Linked DNA regions of Rattus norvegicus: region 1 is linked to region 2. The links are chromatin contacts, called in public Hi-C maps. All regions are on one chromosome and are shown on one strand. The core of a region is the stretch at or near the end of the contact, and the rest is flanking DNA. Distances in the headings are between cores, read along the strand shown.

Region 1 (5,246 bases), core at 649-3,148, 55 kb after region 2:
TTTTAATGTTCTAATCAGCTGCTGACCACCTGTTATGTCTGTCCCAGAGTACTTACTCTTTTGTTAGCTTCAGAATAATCCTATCAGATTTCTCATTTGAAGCTAAAGTTCACAGAAATTACTAAATTACTTCAAGAAACAAACAGGAAATTTGAGCTCCTGTTTATGTAAATATTAACTTTATCTGATGTAAAGCTGGCCTCCATGATAACTAAAGCGGTTTATCTGTTCCCCACTCAGTTATGGGGAAGGAGATAGCTATCCACAGAAAATCACTAGTCATACATTATCTCATGTGACCTAAACAATCTGAGTTTTCTTCCAGTTTACACAAGTCCCGCGAAATTTAATAACTGTATAAACAGCAAGCAACTATTTTTACTCAAGTCAAACAGTTTGCTCTTACAATCTCAACACCAAAGTGAAATAACATTTTGTTGATGAGGGCAGTGACGATAAGATCGTACCATCTACAAACTTATGGGCTTGGGAGTTTTCGAAAAACAGTAGCTGCACAAACTTTGAGAAAAATTGCAAGAGACACTGGGGCGAGAGCTTTCATGTTCTTGTTGCATGGACGTGATCTAGATGGGGGCATCCAAGGGCTCAATCGCACCATCGGTACCTTAGGTTGGATGAATTCAGGCTGCCCTGTCCAGTCTTGGCACCACTAGTGAGATGTACTGACCATGAGATGTATTCACGGAATGGAGCCAAGCCAAAGAAAGGGCGTGGGAAGAATATTTTAGGCACGATTGCACTGCAGCCAAGACTAACTGGGCTGCAGTCCACGCTCGCCAACTCTTCTCCGTTTCTCTCTCTCTCCCCCTTCCAACCACTTTTTCCTGGGATGGTAGTCAGTACAACAGGCAGGGGCCTACCTTGGTCTGAACACTCTTATCAAACTTGTCATTTTTGAAGGTGAACGTATTCTGGTGCTTCTGAGGCCGGGACCGAGTCACGTTGCCTTTCTGGGAACTCATCACCAAAACACAAGCACCATAAGTTGGTGCAGCCCTTAAGTTACAGGAAAGGGAAAAGAAGTTCCCGCCCCAGGTTGAGACTATCGCCAGTGACCCGGAAGAAGTTCTTCTACTCCTTCCGTCCCAGCCCCAGGTTGGCCCACGTGACTCATTAGAGAGGTCACGCTCCGCTCTTCCCTACCGCGCATCCTCGACAGTCCCCTTCGCGGAAAACCTTCCTCAGACCCAAGGTGCAGGTCCAGCTTTCTTCGAATCTAGAACTCCCCCATTGGCTCGAACGCGGCTGTCTATCGCGGCGGAGGGGCGGAGATCCGTCGTTTCGATTGGCTCTTCTTTTCCGCAATCCCCGCCTCCTGCCGAACGCTCCCAACCTGTCTCCGGCTCCGTAGCGTAGCGACTCCGCTGCGCAGTTTGTGATTGGTGGAAGGTGGGCGAGGCCGGTGCACTGCCCGCCTGCAGTCCGGAGCCCGGGTCAGCTTCGGCGCCCTCCTCCAGTCAGTGACCAGCTCGAGCCGCGCTGTGCGCCGCTCGCCCCCCGCGGCCCTCCCAGCTCTCGCCTGCCGCGGCCGCGCGCTCCGCCGCCTGGCGGGCTTAGGAGGTGCCAAGGAAGGCGGGCTGCGGAGAAGGCAGCGCCGGCCCAGCGGTGCGGACGGCAACCACGGCCGCACGGGACCTCGGGCCGGAGAGCCCCGGCGGCGGCCGCCCCTCGCGCCGGGGCCGTTAGTCAGCAGAACGCGAACGCGCGTGAAGGGGCCACACGAAGCGCGCCCGGGCACCGCAGCTCTCATTCGCGTTCTCGCCTGGCCGGGCCGCGCGCGGAGTCGGCGGGCGGCGCCCCGCGGAGGACAGCGCGTTGGCGGCCGCGGCCGCCCAGCTGCAGGTGCGTGTGGCCCGGCTGCTGGGCCGTCGGGGGGTCGCCGCTCTGCGCTCGGGACCAGGCCCAGTGGCTCCGGAGCGGAGCAACCGAACAGAGACCCGCGCGTCCGGGAGGGAGGACCGCAAGATGGGGTCGGGCGCCGCTCCCCTCCCTGGACCTGGGCCACTTCGGGCCCTCGCTCTCGGCTCGGTGTCCTGGTCCCGGCAGCCTCGATTTTAGATGGAGTCCGCTCGGAGCTTGAGCAGGGTATCCCGCTCCGCCTGTCGCGGGAGCTGCTTTCGATGGCTTGAACTTAGATCATCTCTGAGAACTCAAGGAGGTTGGATTTGAATTGAAAGTTGGGGAGTTCTGTTTGAAATTGTATTTAATACTAAACCAGGAAAGTTGTGTCAAATTAGATTATAGTGTGTGGAGGACGCTGGGAGAGTAACCTCTCCCCGCTTCTTGGTTTTTTTTTGTTTTGTTTTTTTTTTTTTTTTAAAGGAAAGAAAACGTTCAGAGCCTCAATCTTGGTGAGATTTTCTGTCGAAAGCAGAATATTTAGTTCCTTCAGTGGTGCTCTGATTTAAGGCAATATGAAGCAGATTTGGTAAGAAAGGATTAGAATAACGGGGCTCCGCGGAAAGGGTGACCTTTAAATTTTTTCTGAGTTTATGAACGATATTCCTTGTGCGGTCTGTAGTGCTTGATACCGAAGATAATTCATTTACATTTTTCAAGCCTTCAGTGTATAAAGACAATTTTGGACATCTTGGGCCAGTATTTGAAACCAGTAAGTCTTGAGTAGAACATCAGGTGCGGTTTGTGATTGACATTCATTTGTTTACATTAACAGGGATTTTCAACACTTAGAGAATTTGTGTGCATATGCTTGGCGCATGGATTCATTTGGGTAATATATCTACTGGTAGCCAATGCGGTATTTTGAATATCACCATTATTATCGGTGCCCATGCTTGTTACTAAATTTCATTTTGGGAGAAGTGGTAGTAGCATGAAAGGTGACGGTGTTGGAAGTTGAAAATGGATACAGTATCTGCTGTGCCTTCCTTACTGTTTCTGATCTAGGAGGAACTTAAGTAGCACCTTCGCCCGCCCGTATTTTGACCTCTCTTTTCTCCTACTCTAGTATTAATAAGGTTAATTGGCAAAGATGGGATTAGATTTTCAGCAGGCTAGGAAGCTTTAAATTTGTCCCTTGGTGTACAATACTCCGTTTGATTCGTGGCTTGTTTACTTGAGTACCATCGCTCGTTTTGCCTTGTGAATGAAACAACTGAAAAAGCAGGGTCCCCTCCCCCGACAGATGGACTTATTGAAAAGTACTAGAACAAGATAATGTTTTAGTAGCTTAAACTCCGTAGAATGAGGCAGTTGGTGCCTGGTACACATTCTATCACTGAATTGAACTACAACTCCAAGCATGAAGTTCTAGGCTTAATCAGTGTCCACATTAGTAATATAAAAATGTGCCACCTGCTTAGCACACACTGCTCTTTAGAGACCTCTGTTCCCTTCCTAGGATCCACACGGTGGCTTATAACCATTGCTAACTCTGTTCCAGGGGATCTGTCACCCTCATCTGATCTCCATGGACACCAGGCCTGGTACATATAACATGCAGGCAGACAAAACATTCATACACATAAAAAGAAATCTAAATCTCTTTCATTTAAAATTGTACCACCTGCTCAGTGTTTAGAGGTATTAATTGATAAGCTTGTGTGTGTGTGTGTTAAGATTGGTATTATAGCAGTGTTAACAAGGAAATTTAGGGTTTATTGACTTTGTTGGTTTATGTCACTAACACTCTTAAAAGTGGTTTTTCTTGTAATTCTCAAAATGATGTCTCCCTTTCCTTCCCCGTTAGGAATCTCTCTCTACTTTGCCTTGTCTACCCCAGCCTTGTGAGTGGGAAAAAATGACTTTCTGGCTTTTACATATTAAGTAAATAAAAAAGAGAAAGGAATTACTTAAATAACCTAAAGTTAGTAAGAACTGAGACTTGAGCCCACATCTTTTGACTTGTCTTCAGTTCTTGGTGTTGAAGCAGACTTTGGTGCCATGTCTCTACTCAGTCTTCTTTAGTCTCTGTAAAATTGCAGTGTAGCAGTTTCAATTTGGTGCCAAAATTTAATGAGGATTCGTGTACCTTTCACCTAATGGAAGAAATACAACTGCAAATCAAAAGGATACTTTCCTTATGTCTTGGTCAATTCTCCCAAATGCTACTCTTTTCTCCCACACCAACTGTTAACCTTAAATTGTCATGGCTCCTTCTGTCATGGTTCATATAAACAGCATCTAGGTCCCTGAACACTGTGTGTGTGTGTGGGGGGGGGGGGGTGATGGTCTTAAATTTATTTGAGCGTGATGTTTAAGTCTTTCTGTAGCTTGTATTCTCAATCTGGCCAAGATTCATCCTATTTTTCCTGTATTTTTGTTTTCACTGCCCTGTGGCTACATACAAATATTCTATGACCAAACTCTGTGCAGTCTCAAAATTATATTGCTTAGTGGTGACCTTGGAATCTTTCTGTAAGTATATTCTTGGATTTGCATAAGAAAATTGTCTGACAATAGGGTTCTGAAAATGTCTTGCTGTCTTGTCTTTTTAAGACAGAGAGAGATTCTCAGTAGCCCAAGCTGACCTTAAACTTGAGATTCTCAACTTCAGCCTCCCCATTGCTGGGATCAGAGGTGAGCACCACCGATACCAGCTTGTCTTCTCATATGTGTATTTAAACGTGTATGCAAGATATCACTAGCTGTTGATTCTTAACTCTATATCCTCTTTTTATAAAAAAAAAAACTTGAACAGATTTTTTAGTGCTTTTAGTTAAAAACCAAAATAATTTGTGTTTCATAGGTCAGTACTGGAGCTGCTACACTCAGACCTTGCTCCTGTGCAGTGCTCTATCAGCAGCATCAGAAGCACCTGGGAGTTAGGGTCGCAGTGCCTCAGGTCCTAGCCCACTGGCTCAGATGTACAAGGTTAATGTGATTGCAGGGTTTGCATCCACACTAAACTCAGGATTACGAGAGTGAGGAGCTCTCGTAACATCACTGTCAGCACAGTTGCTGCCACTGTCCATTCTGATTGTTCTACTGAATTGCTTTCAGACACCAAAAGCAGCACTGTGGCAGACAAATGATCTTCTAAACTCTCAAACTTAACTCCTTGAAGTTTGAGCAAAGCAGCATACCCTCTTCCTTTTCCACAATAGAAAAATTATTTAATGTCATCATCTGTGCTAAAACAATATAACTAGACAATGAGTACATTTTTAGAAATATCTGACCTTGGAGTTAGTTTTGTTTTTCCTCTGGTTTCCCAGTGACTGTCCAGTGGAGAAGTTAAAACTCAGCAGCATTATCTTTTTCTA
Region 2 (4,916 bases), core at 563-3,062:
CCTAAAATAATGCTAATCTCTCTTGCTTTAGGTCTCCTGAGAATTCAAGAGAATGAAAGCATTTTCTGTCTCATGCTAAAGGTTCTGGAATCAAGAGATCTTTAAGTGTTTTCTAAGTTGCTAGTGCAGGGTTAAAACTGTATTCACGGGAGCTATCAGTGTTAAGATTCACATGGAAATCTTTAAAATGGCTCCATTATTTTCCGGCCAGGAGCCATCTGCTCCAGCAAAGGTGACTCTAAGAATCACACATCAGCAGAGCGTGTTAAATGCAGATCCCTAGGCTCCATCCATTTTACATAACCAGAATCTTGGGAATGACCCCATGAGTCTGCTAAATTCTTCAATGAATTCTTATGCCCACAAACATTTGAGAACTCTTGATATCCATCATAAAAAAGATCTCCATTCCTAAGTGGGGGTTTCCCTGGCCCTGGTGGAGGTTACAATGACCAATTCTGAGAACAGAATGAAATCTGAACGCTGCTGAAAGCAAGCACCATCTTCCAAAGTGAAGTTCCTTCCCTCAGAACACCAAGTTCTGTCAGGTAATATTCCTGAGTGGACAGGAAAGGGACTCAGTTCTCATGGGTCAGCTACGTCAGTGGCAGACAACGTTCTTCAGTCTTCATTTTGTGTCTCCCAAGGGGGTGTGAGTGTGCCTTTTCTTTCAAAATACGTAAGATAGGCTTTACACACGTCTGAATAAAGGAGAGGAGGTGACCCAAGCTACCAGAGGTCTGCTTTTTTAACAAAAACCCAAACCACTCAGTACAACACTTAGTTTTCAACCTAAACAGGGGAACAGTTGATGTAGCACTTTAATGGGGCAGCCATTTCAATTGCATAAAACCCATAAAGTGATTTTAAATCTTTAAAACTAGCTATGAACCGCTAAGCACTCCAGAGTCCTTTTCCTTATACCTCACATCACTTTGTGGTAAGAAATAACTTGAAATTCATCTAAATATTTCCTTTTTTTCCTTGAAAAAATTTGCTAAATTTATAGTATGTGTGTCAATCCTGTTTCCCTCCTTTTCATATTCTCTCCCTCCTTTACTCCCAACGTGTGTGTGTGTGTGTGTGTGTGTGTGTGTGTGTGTGTGTGTGTGTGTGTGTGAGAGAGAGAGAGAGAGAGAGAGAGAGAGAGAACTGCCAGAAAACAAGCACTTAAGCTATTTTGGCTATGTATATATTACAACTAATCGGTTGAATAGGAAAAGTGGTAAATTAAACACAAATTGTTCTTATAAACCCTATTTACTGACAAAGGAATCAGTAACACACATCTTTAAAAATAGAATAGTTTATTTACAATGTGAAACAGAAAAGGAAAAGTAAGTGCTGACTATTTAGGAGCTGAACCAGGAGACTGGGGAGTTTTCAGTCTACCACAGTAAACTCTAGAAAACAGTTTGAAAATGAAGCTGCAGAAAGATGACCAGGAGAAGTAGGACTGGAATGGGAGACTAGCTCAGCTCTGACATCTTCATTACATCATCTTTAAAAGTCTGCAAAAGTCTTTTGAGTTGCACTCTTCTGAATGGGTCCCAAGTTGCTTATTTCCCTGAGCATGAAAAGCCAGTGGCACTGGGACCGAGGACATCTGAATTACACTGTGTTCATGGCTACAAATTCAGTTAAAAATCTCAGGCCTTTTCCTTATCATTCTTTAATAGTTACAGGAACAAACTTCCCTCTGCTGCTTTTGTAGTTCTGCCTCGATTTCCTGGCTATTTTAGTCTAACATGGCCATAATTAGCCCATGCGGTATTAGCACACAGGATGACTGGGCACCTCGGTAAACAGTGACTGTCAGGGCCTCAGCCTTTGGTATGCAAATGAGGGAAACTTAATACTGGCAGATCTTCACAGTACTTCCTGCAGAGGCAATAGGCAAGCTATGCTGTTTACAATAAGGAGAGTCTAAAGCTGAACTACGGGGTCAGCACCTACTAGATTTTAAAATGCTTTTAAAGGAAACTCTTACACCCTGCTTCCATTCCAAATACCTCATATAGTGGTTACAATTAACTTCCTGGTGTTTCCACTTTACATACCCTAAACCTAACAGACAGGTAAAATACTACCTCCCTTTATTGCAGTAGTAGCCTGGCCTGGAATAATTATTTATTATTGTCATTATTACTACCAGTATTATTTTGAGCTGGGACTCTATACAGCCCTGGCTGTTCAGGAACTTACTCTGTAGACCAGGCTAGCCTCCGTCAGAGCACCTCACTGGTGAGATGCTGGAAATGAGAGGCACAGGCAGAGGCCGAGGAGACAGTCTCACATGCTTTACGGCAAGGGACTCGAGGGGCTCGGCCTTGTAATACTTATATAGTGGTAATGGATGTTTATTTTGATGAAAGAATAAAAATTTAAAAAGTTGATCCAGTACTCAAATCAGAAATGAGTCCATTTTCTGTTCATTATGTATATATCTGAGGTCAACCAAGTCCCCTCCCACTCCCCCCCCCCCCCCCCCGAGACAAAAATTTCCCTGTGTAGCCTTTGCTGTCTGGGGACTTGATCTGTAGACAAGGCTGGACTCAATCTTGGAGATCTACCTGCCTCTGCCTCTGCCTCCTGGGCGCCAGGATTAAAGGTGTGCACCGCCACCACCTTACCGTACACGCCTACAGTGGTGGTTGCTGCTGCTTTTTCCTCCTATTTTTCTTCTTCTACTCAGCTGATTAGTGATCCTTTTAAAATTTTTTCTTTATTCATTTTTATTGTATGAATGTTTTGCCTGGATGCATGTCTGTTCGACATGTGTAAGCCTGGTTCCTGTGGAAGTCAGAAGAGGGTACCAGAGCCCTGGAACAGGAGTTACAGGTGGCAACCAAGGTCCTCTGTAAAAGCAGCCAGTGCTCTTAACCTCTGAGCCATCTTTCCAACTGCCCAAATATTATTCATTTCCATGGCTCCCCAAAGTTATGGAATGGCAGGAATAGAAACATGGTGCCTCAGTCATTCCTGCACTGGGAAGCCGAGGCGGCAGAAATGAGGCCGAGGTGTCTAAAGAGCACCATGTCTTCTCAAACAGCAAAACAGAACAAATTAATTTGGAGAAGCTGTAAGACCTGCCCTGTCTGTAAGGGTGGGATGTAGGAAGGTAGGTGGGTGCGCTCCCCTCACCTTCCCTTCTTTCCCAGGTCACTCTTCACAAGGTTTTCTGCAAACATCACACATGTCACTGCCCAGTCATGACTCAGAACCTCTTTTCTTGATTTTCTTGTTTTATTCTACTGCAGTTTTGTCCTATATGCCCAGGTCTCCCCCTTTACTAATAACTACCACTTATGTTTGGGAAAAGCCCGTACACCCATATATCCAGAGAGTAAATTCTGTAGGTTTTCTGCACCAGATAAATAAGCCAATTCAAGTTGAATTCAAAGTAAAAAAGGCAGGTTTATTTGAGACTGGGCCACCAGGCAAGTTCACCAGCTTCAGGGGACACGAAAGGAAGAAGTTGAGAGTAGACTATGCCAGGGGAGTTCTTTATAAATTGTGGGCAAAGGGAAACGATGTGTGTGTGTGTGTGTGTGTGTGTGTGTGTGTGTGTGTGTGTGTGTGTGTGTGTGTGTCGGGGTGGTTGATGACTTTGGATGACGGGGAATGGGACAGCTGTTAGGAATGCAGGACTGGGCTTTTTGGCAACTTTTCTGTTGGTGGTGGGGCGTTCTGAGTGAGTGGGGTTGAAGAGGGAGGAGGAATGGAATTTGCTGTGGGGTAGGAGGACAAGCCTGGGACTCCAACCGAACAAGTTCCTTGCTAGCAAATACTCTTCCTATCTTTTTTTTTTTTTATCATAGTGACTTGTATATTAAAGGTGCTATCTAAAATAATTGAGCCACAATTCTTGTCCAGCAATGGCCAAATGAGCCTCATTTCCACGGTCGAAAGTCTCTTATTCTCCCATTGCGCATGTGCTATACCCCACTATAAAAGTGCCTCCTCTTTGCTCCCTCTCTCCCTTCCCACCCTCTCCCTCAGAGCCAGCCTTGGCATATGCCCCTCTCCCGATAGACCCCTTGAGTGATATCTGTTGCATGGTGTGACTTCATGGTGTCTACTGCTTAATTAAGAACAATATTCAGTGTTCCTAATAAAACAATTATAGTAAATTGTCTTTTAAATCTAGTTCAGTCTCTTGGTTCTTATAGTTTAAAAAAATGTTCACAAAGACATGGTTTTTTAGTAGGTGTATTTTCATCCTATAACATGTTTATTTTAGTTTATTTAAGATATAGGAATTGTTCAAGATATGATAAATAGTCATGTTAAAGCTTAACAGTCTGACAGTAAAATAGAGCCAGGAATGAGTGACTACGAGAAAAAGCCTGGAACCTAATTCTGAGTGTGTTCTTTGCTTGCCATAGGGTCAGATGCCCAGATGTTTTTACTGCCACCTCTTCAGGTTCACCCTTTAAGGGGTGGTATAGGTAATTATGTAATAGAGGCTTTCTTCCTTTAAGACAGGGACTCTCATAGCCCAAGCTGGCCTCAAACTCACAGTATAGCCAAGAACAACAACATTTAACTCCTGATTTACAACAACCTTTAATTCTTGATTCTCCTGTCTTTACTTCCCAAGTACCTCGGTTTTAAGTGTCACCAACACCCACTGCTATGACAGCTTTGAAAGGATATTAAGTTTAATGTAAGGATCTTAATTATCTACTTGCTGAAAAAAATAGGCAGATTCATCTAGATGTTAGCTCCATGATCTATGTACTGGAAAGTTTCTGAGAGGAGGGAAACGCAATTAAGAAAATGCCTCTATAGAATCAGGCTGTAGGCAAACCTGGAGCACATTTTTAAAATTAATGAATAATGGGGGAGGACATTGTGGTTGGTACCATCCCTGAGCTGGTGGTTCTGAGTTCTATAAGTAAGCAGGCTGGACA

What was found. A called contact is a pair of places that touch in the nucleus more often than the background predicts.
Region 1: a contact with region 2 is called in a Hi-C map of mammary epithelial cells, with 2.3 times the contacts expected there. The contact joins the promoter of Abhd17b here to the enhancer-like site in region 2. A contact is called at or near these places in 2 of 12 Hi-C or Micro-C datasets (Schwann cells and mammary epithelial cells).

The regions. Positions count from the first base shown.
Region 1 is chr1:228,623,097-228,628,342 of GRCr8, forward strand. Abhd17b (abhydrolase domain containing 17B, depalmitoylase) reads left to right here and starts at 1,899. Exons shown (of 4, transcript NM_001014028.1): 1 at 1,899-2,179. C1h9orf85 (similar to human chromosome 9 open reading frame 85) reads right to left here and starts at 1,022. Exons shown (of 4, transcript NM_001007737.1): 1 at 882-1,022. The coding sequence starts at 983.
Region 2 is chr1:228,568,124-228,573,039 of GRCr8, forward strand. All of the region lies in intron 2 of C1h9orf85 (similar to human chromosome 9 open reading frame 85), which reads right to left. Among named protein-coding and RNA genes, the nearest start is that of C1h9orf85, 54 kb to the right of the region's middle. Within about 2 kb of position 1,813, at least 15 of the 93 cell types and tissues checked have an H3K27ac peak or open chromatin away from gene starts, as enhancers often do.